Regions from separate parts of the Sus scrofa genome. Here region 1 is linked to region 2. The links are chromatin contacts, called in public Hi-C maps. All regions are on one chromosome and are shown on one strand. The core of a region is the stretch at or near the end of the contact, and the rest is flanking DNA. Distances in the headings are between cores, read along the strand shown. Region 1 overlaps PTPRN (receptor-type tyrosine-protein phosphatase-like N). Region 2 holds the start of GLB1L (beta-galactosidase-1-like protein).

The links. Hi-C and Micro-C count contacts between places; a contact is called where the count stands out from the background.
Region 1: a contact with region 2 is called in a Hi-C map of liver, with 2.3 times the contacts expected there. The contact joins the enhancer-like site here to the promoter of GLB1L in region 2. A contact is called at or near these places in 2 of 5 promoter capture datasets (fetal skeletal muscle and liver) and 10 of 47 Hi-C or Micro-C datasets (blood, fetal liver, fetal skeletal muscle and 4 more).

What each region holds. Positions count from the first base shown.
Region 1 is chr15:121,336,163-121,340,514 of Sscrofa11.1, reverse strand. It overlaps PTPRN (receptor-type tyrosine-protein phosphatase-like N), which reads left to right. Exons shown (of 24, transcript XM_003133669.4): 9 at 688-826; 10 at 829-961; 11 at 1,134-1,220; 12 at 1,550-1,629; 13 at 1,798-1,862; 14 at 2,517-2,735; 15 at 3,450-3,650; 16 at 3,748-3,895; 17 at 4,057-4,130. Among named protein-coding and RNA genes, the nearest start is that of PTPRN, 11 kb to the left of the region's middle. Within about 2 kb of position 2,009, at least 5 of the 83 cell types and tissues checked have an H3K27ac peak or open chromatin away from gene starts, as enhancers often do. A contact at or near this core is called in fetal liver and liver, where this site is marked.
Region 2 is chr15:121,283,389-121,287,555 of Sscrofa11.1, reverse strand. GLB1L (beta-galactosidase-1-like protein) reads left to right here and starts at 2,465. Exons shown (of 18, transcript XR_002339314.1): 1 at 2,465-2,705. STK16 (serine/threonine-protein kinase 16) reads right to left here and starts at 2,491. Exons shown (of 9, transcript XM_013984521.2): 1 at 2,409-2,491; 2 at 1,861-2,050; 3 at 1,090-1,309; 4 at 708-841; 5 at 417-537; 6 at 208-303. The coding sequence starts at 1,946.

The DNA.
Region 1 (4,352 bases), core at 760-3,259, 53 kb before region 2:
TTCCCTGACCCCCAAGTGCCCCATGGCAGCAAAGCCCCTTGGCCGAAATCTAAACCTTAGGATTAGCACCCAGAATCTGTATCCTCCAAACCCTGATTTTAGGGGGACCAAGGCCCAGAGGCTGCAAGTCATTGTCTAAGGTCTCACGTCAAGTGGAAGACAGCTGGGACCAGAAGCCAGAATTCTTGATTCACTGCGTTTTCCATTGCAGTCATTTTGGACCACACTCTGAGGGTCCCTAGGGATAGGGGGAGACTTGAGCAGGCAGGCTCCTGACCCCCGTGCAGCTTGAGGCAGACTATCTCTTTCACATGTTGGACTTCTAAGATTTTGTGGCTAAACAAACATCAAAAAACCATTACCTGCCTGTTCATCTTCTCCCCTAACCCCAGCTTTCCTCACTCCAGACCTTCTCCTCCCCACTCCAGCCCCATCCTTTGAATTATTACTGATCATGACTAATCCCTCATTCAGTCCTTTATTCATTCACCCATCCATTCATTCATTCATCCACTTGGCTCCTTTTCCTGGATGCCTTTCTGTACCCAGTGCTAACCTGGACGTGGGGATAGAAAGAGAAACAAGTCCTAAGTGCCCCTGTGGGAGCTCAGGGTCCGGGGTGTGGACCCCCTGCCCCCAGCGCCTCCACTGTCCAGAGACCATACCTCTCGCCTCATTCCTTAGCAGACAATGGAGGAGCAGGTGCAGAGCATAGACACAGCCGAGCCTCCACCTGTCACACCCTCCCTGCCTGGATCCCCCACTGCTGGTCCCACCTCCAATAAAGCCCAGCAGGACCTGAGCTCTGGATCCTCTGAGCCTCCCAAACGGCCAGCCCCCCTGCCACACCCATCCTGCTGGAGAAGAAAAGTTCACTGGGCCAGAGCCAGCCCACGGCAGCAGGGCAGCCCTCAGCTCGGCCATCATCAGAGGAATATGGCTACATTGTTACCGACCAGAAGTAAGGGCTCTGGCCTGGGGCAGCCTCCCAGTCCCCTGGAGGGTCAGGGTGGCCTGCCTGGCAGGAAGCAGAGAGCAGAAGTGCAGATGTGAAGTAGACGGGGGGTGGGGGTGGGTGGGGGGTGGCCAAGAGAGTCCCCACTGGCGTCTGTCTTCCTCCTCCCCACCTCCAGGCCCCTGAGTCTGGCAGCAGGAGTGAAGCTGCTGGAGATCCTGGCTGAGCACGTGCACATGTCCTCAGGCAGCTTCATCAACATCAGGTGGGGCTGGTACCTGGCTGGGCAGCAGGGATCTTGCAGGTAGCTTGATGGGGGAGGTGGCTGGAGGGTCTCAGAGAAGGAGGGTAGGACAAGCTCTGGGTAAAGGGCCAAGGTCGGGTCAAAGATATTTGCAGCTGCACTGAAGGTACAACCACATTTAGTCCTGCTGCTGACCCAATCTGGTATCTCCCCAGCCTCAAACACCCCTGTATGGCACCTCTGATTGGTTTTAGCCCCATCTTCTAATGGGGAGAGGGCCAGAGTGGACCTCTCACTTTGAATCTGGGGTCTGTGGCTGGTGAGGCGGTAACATACCTCCTCTTCGGCAGTGTCGTGGGACCAGCCCTTACCTTCCGTATCCGGCACAATGAACAGAACCTGTCTTTGGCTGATGTGACCCAGCAAGCTGGTAAATACTTCCTGGCCCAGCCCTAATAGAATATACCCAGGCCTGTGGCTGATGCGCCCATTGAAATAGTCCCAGCCCACATGGGTCCTGCCTGCTCCCTGGCAGAGCATGACATGGGGTGGAGACCACACGGGGCTGGAGAGAGTCTGACCTTCGGCCTCCCTGCAGGACTGGTGAAATCTGAACTGGAAGCACAGACGGGGCTCCAGATCTTGCAGACAGGAGTGGGACAGGTATGAGCTCACTGGAGAGTCATTCAAAGCCCCACTAGAGATGAAGGCAAACTTGACAGGCGAGCAGGAGCTGAAATATATCTGGCTGGTCCACCACTTTGCCAAAGCAGCCCTCCCCATGCAGTTCTCCACATGACCAGCAGATGACCTCAGCGGCTCCTGCTCCCTGTAGGTCCAGCCTTCTGTAGGAAGGTAGCATGCCTGGAAGACCTATCCTGAGCTGTCCATAGATCTTCTGGAGCAAAGTTTCTAAATTTGAAGGGGAAACCTTACACAGAAAGGACATTAAACTCAAAATATGTTTCTATTCGGCATCCAACCCTGATGCCTCACATTCTACTCTTTGACCCCTTGGATCTCGCTATATTTTTCGATATCCATTTTTAAATGCAAACTCCTAGGTAGGGTCACCTGCTAAGTCTCTGGAAATGCAGTGTGCTTGACTTGGTCCAGTGAGGATTGAGAATGAGGGTCTCGGGTCTATCTGAGTCCTTCTGCCCGTACCACCTTGCCCCTGCCTCCCAGCTCTGCCCCAGGAGATACCCTCGCAGGGAGTATGGCGAGGGACAGGAGTGAGAAGCTGCTGCTAAATCCATGCCTCCCACCGCCACCACTGCCACTGCCCCTCTTGATTCTATAACCTTGTTCCCACAGAGGGAGGAGGCGGCCGCCGTCCTTCCCCGACCGGTCCACAGCCCCTCTCCCATGCGCTCCGTGCTGCTCACTCTGGTGGCCCTGGCGGGTGTGGCCGGGCTGCTCGTGGCCCTGGCAGTGGCTCTCTGTGTGCGGCAGCATGCCCGGCAGCGGGACAAGGAGCGCCTGGCCGCCCTGGGACCTGAGGGCGCCCATGGTGACACTACCTTCGAGTACCAGGTGTGCATCCCTAAGAGCTTGTTGATGAGAGTGAGTGGAAAGGCTTGGGAGAGTGGTCTCACATGGGATAAGGGTGGGGAATTGGGTGGGAATGAGCGCCCATCCCTGGGAATGTCCAGGCAGAGGCTGGAGAAGCCCCTCTGGGGGTCTTGTGGGGGTGATTTGGAATGAATGGAAATTGGGACCAGATGGTTCCTGAAATTCTCTCCCAGGCTACAATTCTGGGGTTCTAGGATTCTGCTCTGTAATACCTGAGGTTGCCATAGGCACCACCCAAGCAGTATAGCCCTGAAAAGGATGAGAGCCAGGGCAGAAGACCCTACCCTGGAGGAGATGGGTCCATTCAGAATCAATCAAGGATGGAGTTCCTGCTATGGTCAGCAGTAACAAACCCAACTAGCATCCACGAGGATTCGGGTTCAGTCCCTGGCCTCGCTCAGTGGGTTAAGGATCCAGCATTGCCGTGTGCTGCGGCACAGGTCACAGATGTGGCTTGCATCTGGGGTTGCTGTGGTGGTGATATAGGCTGGCAGCTGCAGCTCTGATTCGGCCACTAGCCTGGGAACTTCCTTATGCCGTGGGTGTGGCCCTAAAAAGCAAAAAAAAAAAAAAAATCAATCAAGGACAAGTCCAGGGACTCTGTTGAACTGAGCTCAGGACTCTGTTGAAAAGGCTTCAGGGGACCTTGGGCCGTGCCCGATCCTTCTTCTGCAGGACCTGTGCCGCCAGCACATGGCCTCAAAGTCCCTGTTCAACCGGGCAGAGGGTCCACCGGAGCCTTCTCGGGTGAGCAGCGTGTCCTCGCAGTTCAGCGACGCGGCCCAGGCCAGCCCCAGCTCCCACAGCAGCACACCGTCCTGGTGCGAGGAGCCCGCCCAGGCCAACATGGACATCTCCACGGGACACATGATTCTGGTCAGGAGAGGGTGTGGGCGTGGGGTGAGGGGACAGGAGGGCAGGAGGGACATGGCAGGTCGGGGGGGGCCAGCGCCAGGCTGTGGTGTTCCTGCAGGCATACATGGAGGACCATCTGCGGAACCGGGACCGCTTGGCCAAAGAGTGGCAGGCCCTGTGTGCCTACCAAGCGGAGCCCAACAGCTGTGCCACCGCCCAGGGGGAGGGCAACATCAAAAAGAACCGCCACCCTGACTTCCTGCCCTGTGAGTGAGTTCTGCTGGCCCACCCAGCCCAGCTCTCTGTCTGCTGGGAGCTCTGATGGGCTTGGGGGAGGGACTGGGCTCCTGGCTCAGGCTGAGCGGCAGAGGTGCCAGGACCCCAATGACTGGAGGGGCCTCTGGGGTGGGATGCGGGGTCTGTGCAGATGACCACGCTCGCATCAAGCTGAAGGTGGAGAGCAGCCCTTCTCGGAGCGATTACATCAACGCCAGCCCCATTGTGAGTGGCCTGGCTCCAGCCCCCACCTCCTCCCCGCTTTCATCCGGGCCCCATAGACTCCATGTCCTTAAGGGTCACCACCACCCCACCCGAGGCCCTGGAATTGTGGGCCTGATATCCTAGCATGGAAACTGGGGTTCTCAGGCACCCCCCAGACCCCCGGCCTGCTCCCTCTGACCAAGTCTCTCCACAGTGGCAATTCCCATTCTGGCTCAGGATGTA
Region 2 (4,167 bases), core at 1,216-3,715:
TCAAAGGGCGGGATTATACCACTTCCTGAGCAACTGAGCACAGTCTCAGCGACAGTTCCCAGGAAGGAAGTCGAGGGGGGATGAGGACATACATGGTTCCTGGGCCCCTTGGAACCAACTAGAAACCAAAGACCTGCTCCTCAACTCCACAGTAGGTACAGAGCAGCACCCCTCCCCACCCCGAATTCCCACCCACATGCTCCTCACCCAGACATCAGTCCGCTCGTCGATGACACAGTGGCTCTGCACAGAAAAGAGCTCCGGGGCTCGGTAGGAGATGGTGCACCGCTGGGCTGCCCAGTCCTGGAACAGTGGCCCCAGAGCTCAAAAGGTGGGGCACAGGTCATGGTCATGTGACCAAACTGGGGCATTGCAGTTTGGGGAACAGGTGGGCAAAGGAACCTGGAGACTCTTACCTGCAGGGCCAGAGCCTGGCGGGAGCCCTCCACGTGGATGCACGCTTGATTCATGGAACCCAAGTCCATTAAAACCGGCTGCCCCTCATCTCCAAGCAAGATGTTTGTGGGCTTCAGGTCCCTGCAGGGAAGTGGAAATGATCTGTGAGCAGCCCTGGACGGGGAGGCTGGACTCCTAGGGGGGCAAAACAACCGTGAGGGCTGTCCCTTGGAGGAGTGCAGAGACCTCTCATTTCTCTTGATGAGGCTCTTCCTTTCTGCCCAGCAAGTACACGGGAGCCTCCCACTGACCTGTGGGCATAACCCTTGGCATGAATGGCCTCAAGGCCTCTGCAGATACCCAGCAACAGCCGAAGGATTTGCTCTTCAGTTAGGAAGTTGCCTTTGTCTTTCAGCTTTTCTATCTCATTCCACAGCGTGCCTCTCTGCAAAACAAGTTTCCCCACAGTTGAGGTTTTTGAGCCTCTGCTTCTTCAGCCTGATCCCTTCCCTATGCCAAAGACCATCAACCCTTTCACCGAACACCACACAGTCCCATCTGGGTCCCTTAAACCCCAAATCTGAAGTGGTCAAACCAGGACATGACCTCTGCTTCCAAATGTGCTTGACCGTCACAAAGCCCTTGGCAAGTGGCTCTGTTGCAACCCCCTCCATAGCCAGGAGACTTTCTGACCTTGAAGAAGGGCAGCAGCAGCCAGGCCTCATGTTTAGTGCCTCGCTCCCTCAGACAATAAGCCACAAGGCGAAGGATGTTGGGGTGATGGAAGAGGCGGTGCATGTCTGCTTCTCGTTGGGCCTCCTCCCGGTCCTGCTGCTCATGACACAGGATTCGCTTCAGGGCGTAGAACTGTCCATCACGTAACCCCTCCACTAGGTCCACATAGCTGAACCCACTGTCGGCCAAAGGGGTCAGTGAAGGACCATGGTCATCACCCATACTGCTTAAACCCAGAGGAATTCCCTGGGGAGAGGAGGGGAGTGTTGTTCCCATTTAGTAGCAACCTTCCCAAGGTGTGTCTCTAAAAAGAAGTCTGAGCTCAATAGCAGGGACAGTCATCTTTGTGGTCCTACGGTCTTAACACAGTGCTCTGCACAAGATAGATGCTCAATAAATATTAAATAAATCACAGTCAATATTTATCAAGTGCTATGAACCAAGCAGTAGGTGAGATGTTTGATATGCATGATCTAATTTAATCCTCACAGCCCTACCAGGGAAGCATAATTAGCTCTAATAAGCAGAGGAAAAAAACCACGGCTTATCAAGGTAATACATGGCGAATCTAGGAGGCCTGGCTCCACAATCCACTTTCTTGACCACCACGTAGCTGGGCTCTGTCAGGTGAGTTAGAGGCTAGAGAGAAAACCTTTATGCCCGGATCATGTGCACACTGATGTCCTTCAAATACCCTGGGGACCAGCAAAGTGATTTTCGAACACTCACCCCTCCCCCAGTTTCTGGATGAAGAGGTAGCGCTTATTGTCAATGATGACAGTTCCCCGAGAGCAGACACACAGTGCATGGCCCATAGTGTTTCAGTCATTCTCTTCAAGGACGGTCTGAGGCTGCCAAAGGGTTCGTCCAAGTTAAGTGGTCTTTTTCAGGCAAGGTGCTGGAGGTCCAGCGGATCATGCTGGAAGGAAAGGAATGGCGGGGTCGGGGGCCGGGTTCAATCCAGAAGACCCCCTGAAATGCCAACGTGGAGCGCTCAGGCCCAGGTCTCGGAACCTAGAGAAAACGCGCCCTGGCAGGGCACTCCAAGAAGCTGAGGCCAGGGGGCTTAAAGCAGGCCTTGCGCCGACTCCCAGGCCGCTTCCTCCCACCCCGGCCCACCTTTGGGCGGCCCCTATTCCCACGCCCGTCTGGCCTCAAAGGCAGGGACTAGGGTAGTTCCAGGCGGAGATGCGAGTCCCGTGCCCACCCCTTGCAGAACCCTCCCCAGGTCTTGGCGCGCAGAGCGCCCGGCGGGCAGGCCAGGAATCCCCACTAACCTGTGCTAAGCTGGGGGTGGGGAGCGTCAGGGACCGGAAGCATCGGTTACGTCATCAGTCCGCGCCGCCGTAACGGCCAGCGGTATCCTAGCAACCGCCTGGCACTCGGACGATGCGGGGGCGCAGAGCTGAGAGGCCAGGGGCTGGCTAGGCCTGCCGGAGGACGGGTCCCAGGACCCGGGTGAGGGTTCCACGCCTGGCCTTCAGTGGGGGTCAAGACGCGGACACCTACGCCAAAGGGGAGTAAAGCCGGGCTCGGCCCCGAGCCCCCAGGACCTCCATCTCCCAATGCCGGAGGTAGGAGGCCTCATACCTCCCGCGCTGGGTGACTGACTAGTGTCAAGCCCGGAGGGGGATGCTCAGAGGGGCGGGTGCTGGCGGCCTGGACCCCTGAACTCTGATCAGTACAACCTTGGGGCCTCTTGCCTGTATCCCATTACCATCGCCTCAGTGGTTAAGAGCTCAGGCTAAGGTCTGAATCTTGTCTTAATAGTCCACTAGTTGTGTGACCTGGATGAGTTAATTTAACCTCTCAGAGCCTCACTTTCCCTAACTGTAAAATAGGTATATAGTGCCTAAGGTTAAGTGCATGAACTGTGAGGCCAGAATGCCTTGTTGAAATCCCAGCTCTACTAAGCTAGTTGTATGACCTTGGACAGGCTACGTACTATTACTACCCCTCAGTCTCCTCATCAGTAAAATGGGAATGATAATAATCTACCTCACTGAGTTGTTTGAAGATTACAGGAGATGTAAAGTGCTTAGCACATATTTGATGCAGAGCCCTCAGTCGTGTCAATAAGCATAAATAATAGTTATTATTACTACCCCGATCCTCACATCCCAGGCTTGGGACTTTGAAGACATGAGTAGTGGAAATTCACAAATTTCCAAGCCTTGGAACCAAGCAGTTGTCCTTGATGTCTTGCCAAGTCAGGCAGGCAGGGATAGATTGGAAAGAGGAACACATGCACAAAAAGATAGGATGACCTGGATGGTTTCTTGCTGAAAGAGGACTTTCCAGGAGAAAGATCCCTCTTGTAACCTGGTCCCCTGACCCCTGCACATTCTGGGAAGATCTTCCTCTGGTTTCCCTCGATTCTGAACCTATTTTGGCCCCCTGGTTCTGACATTCATCTAAATTTAACATGCTCTATGGCAGGCCCTGTGCTAGAAGCAGAGGATTCAGGCTGGACAAGGCCCTCCCCACCCTCAGGGGCTCAGTGTAGTAGAGCACTACTTCTCAGTCTGGAATGTGCTCAGGAGCACCTGGAAATCTGGTTAAAATACAAGTTCTGTTTATGTGCTTCAATACAATTTATATTTTTAAATCAAAAACAAAAACGCTAGAGCTCCCATCGTGGCTCAGTGGTTAACAAATCGAACTAGGACCCATGAGGTTGAGGGTTCAATCCCTGGCCTTGCTCAGTGGGTTAAGGATCCGGTGTTGCCATGAGCTGTGGTGTAGGTTGCAGACTCGGCTTGGATCTGGCACTGCTGTGGCTGTGGCATAGGCTGGCAGCTACAGCTCCGGTTAGACCCCTAGCCTGGGAACCTCCGTATGCCGCAGGTACAGCCCTAGAAAAGACAAAACAAAACAAAACAATACAAATTCTGATTCTATAAGTCTGAGGTAGAATCTGAGACTCTTGAATTCCTAACAAGCTCCCAGGTGATGTTGATACAGCTGGTTCATGAACTGCACTTTGAGTAGCAAGATGTGGAGGAGTTTTACAATAACTAACAGAGTAACGGATGG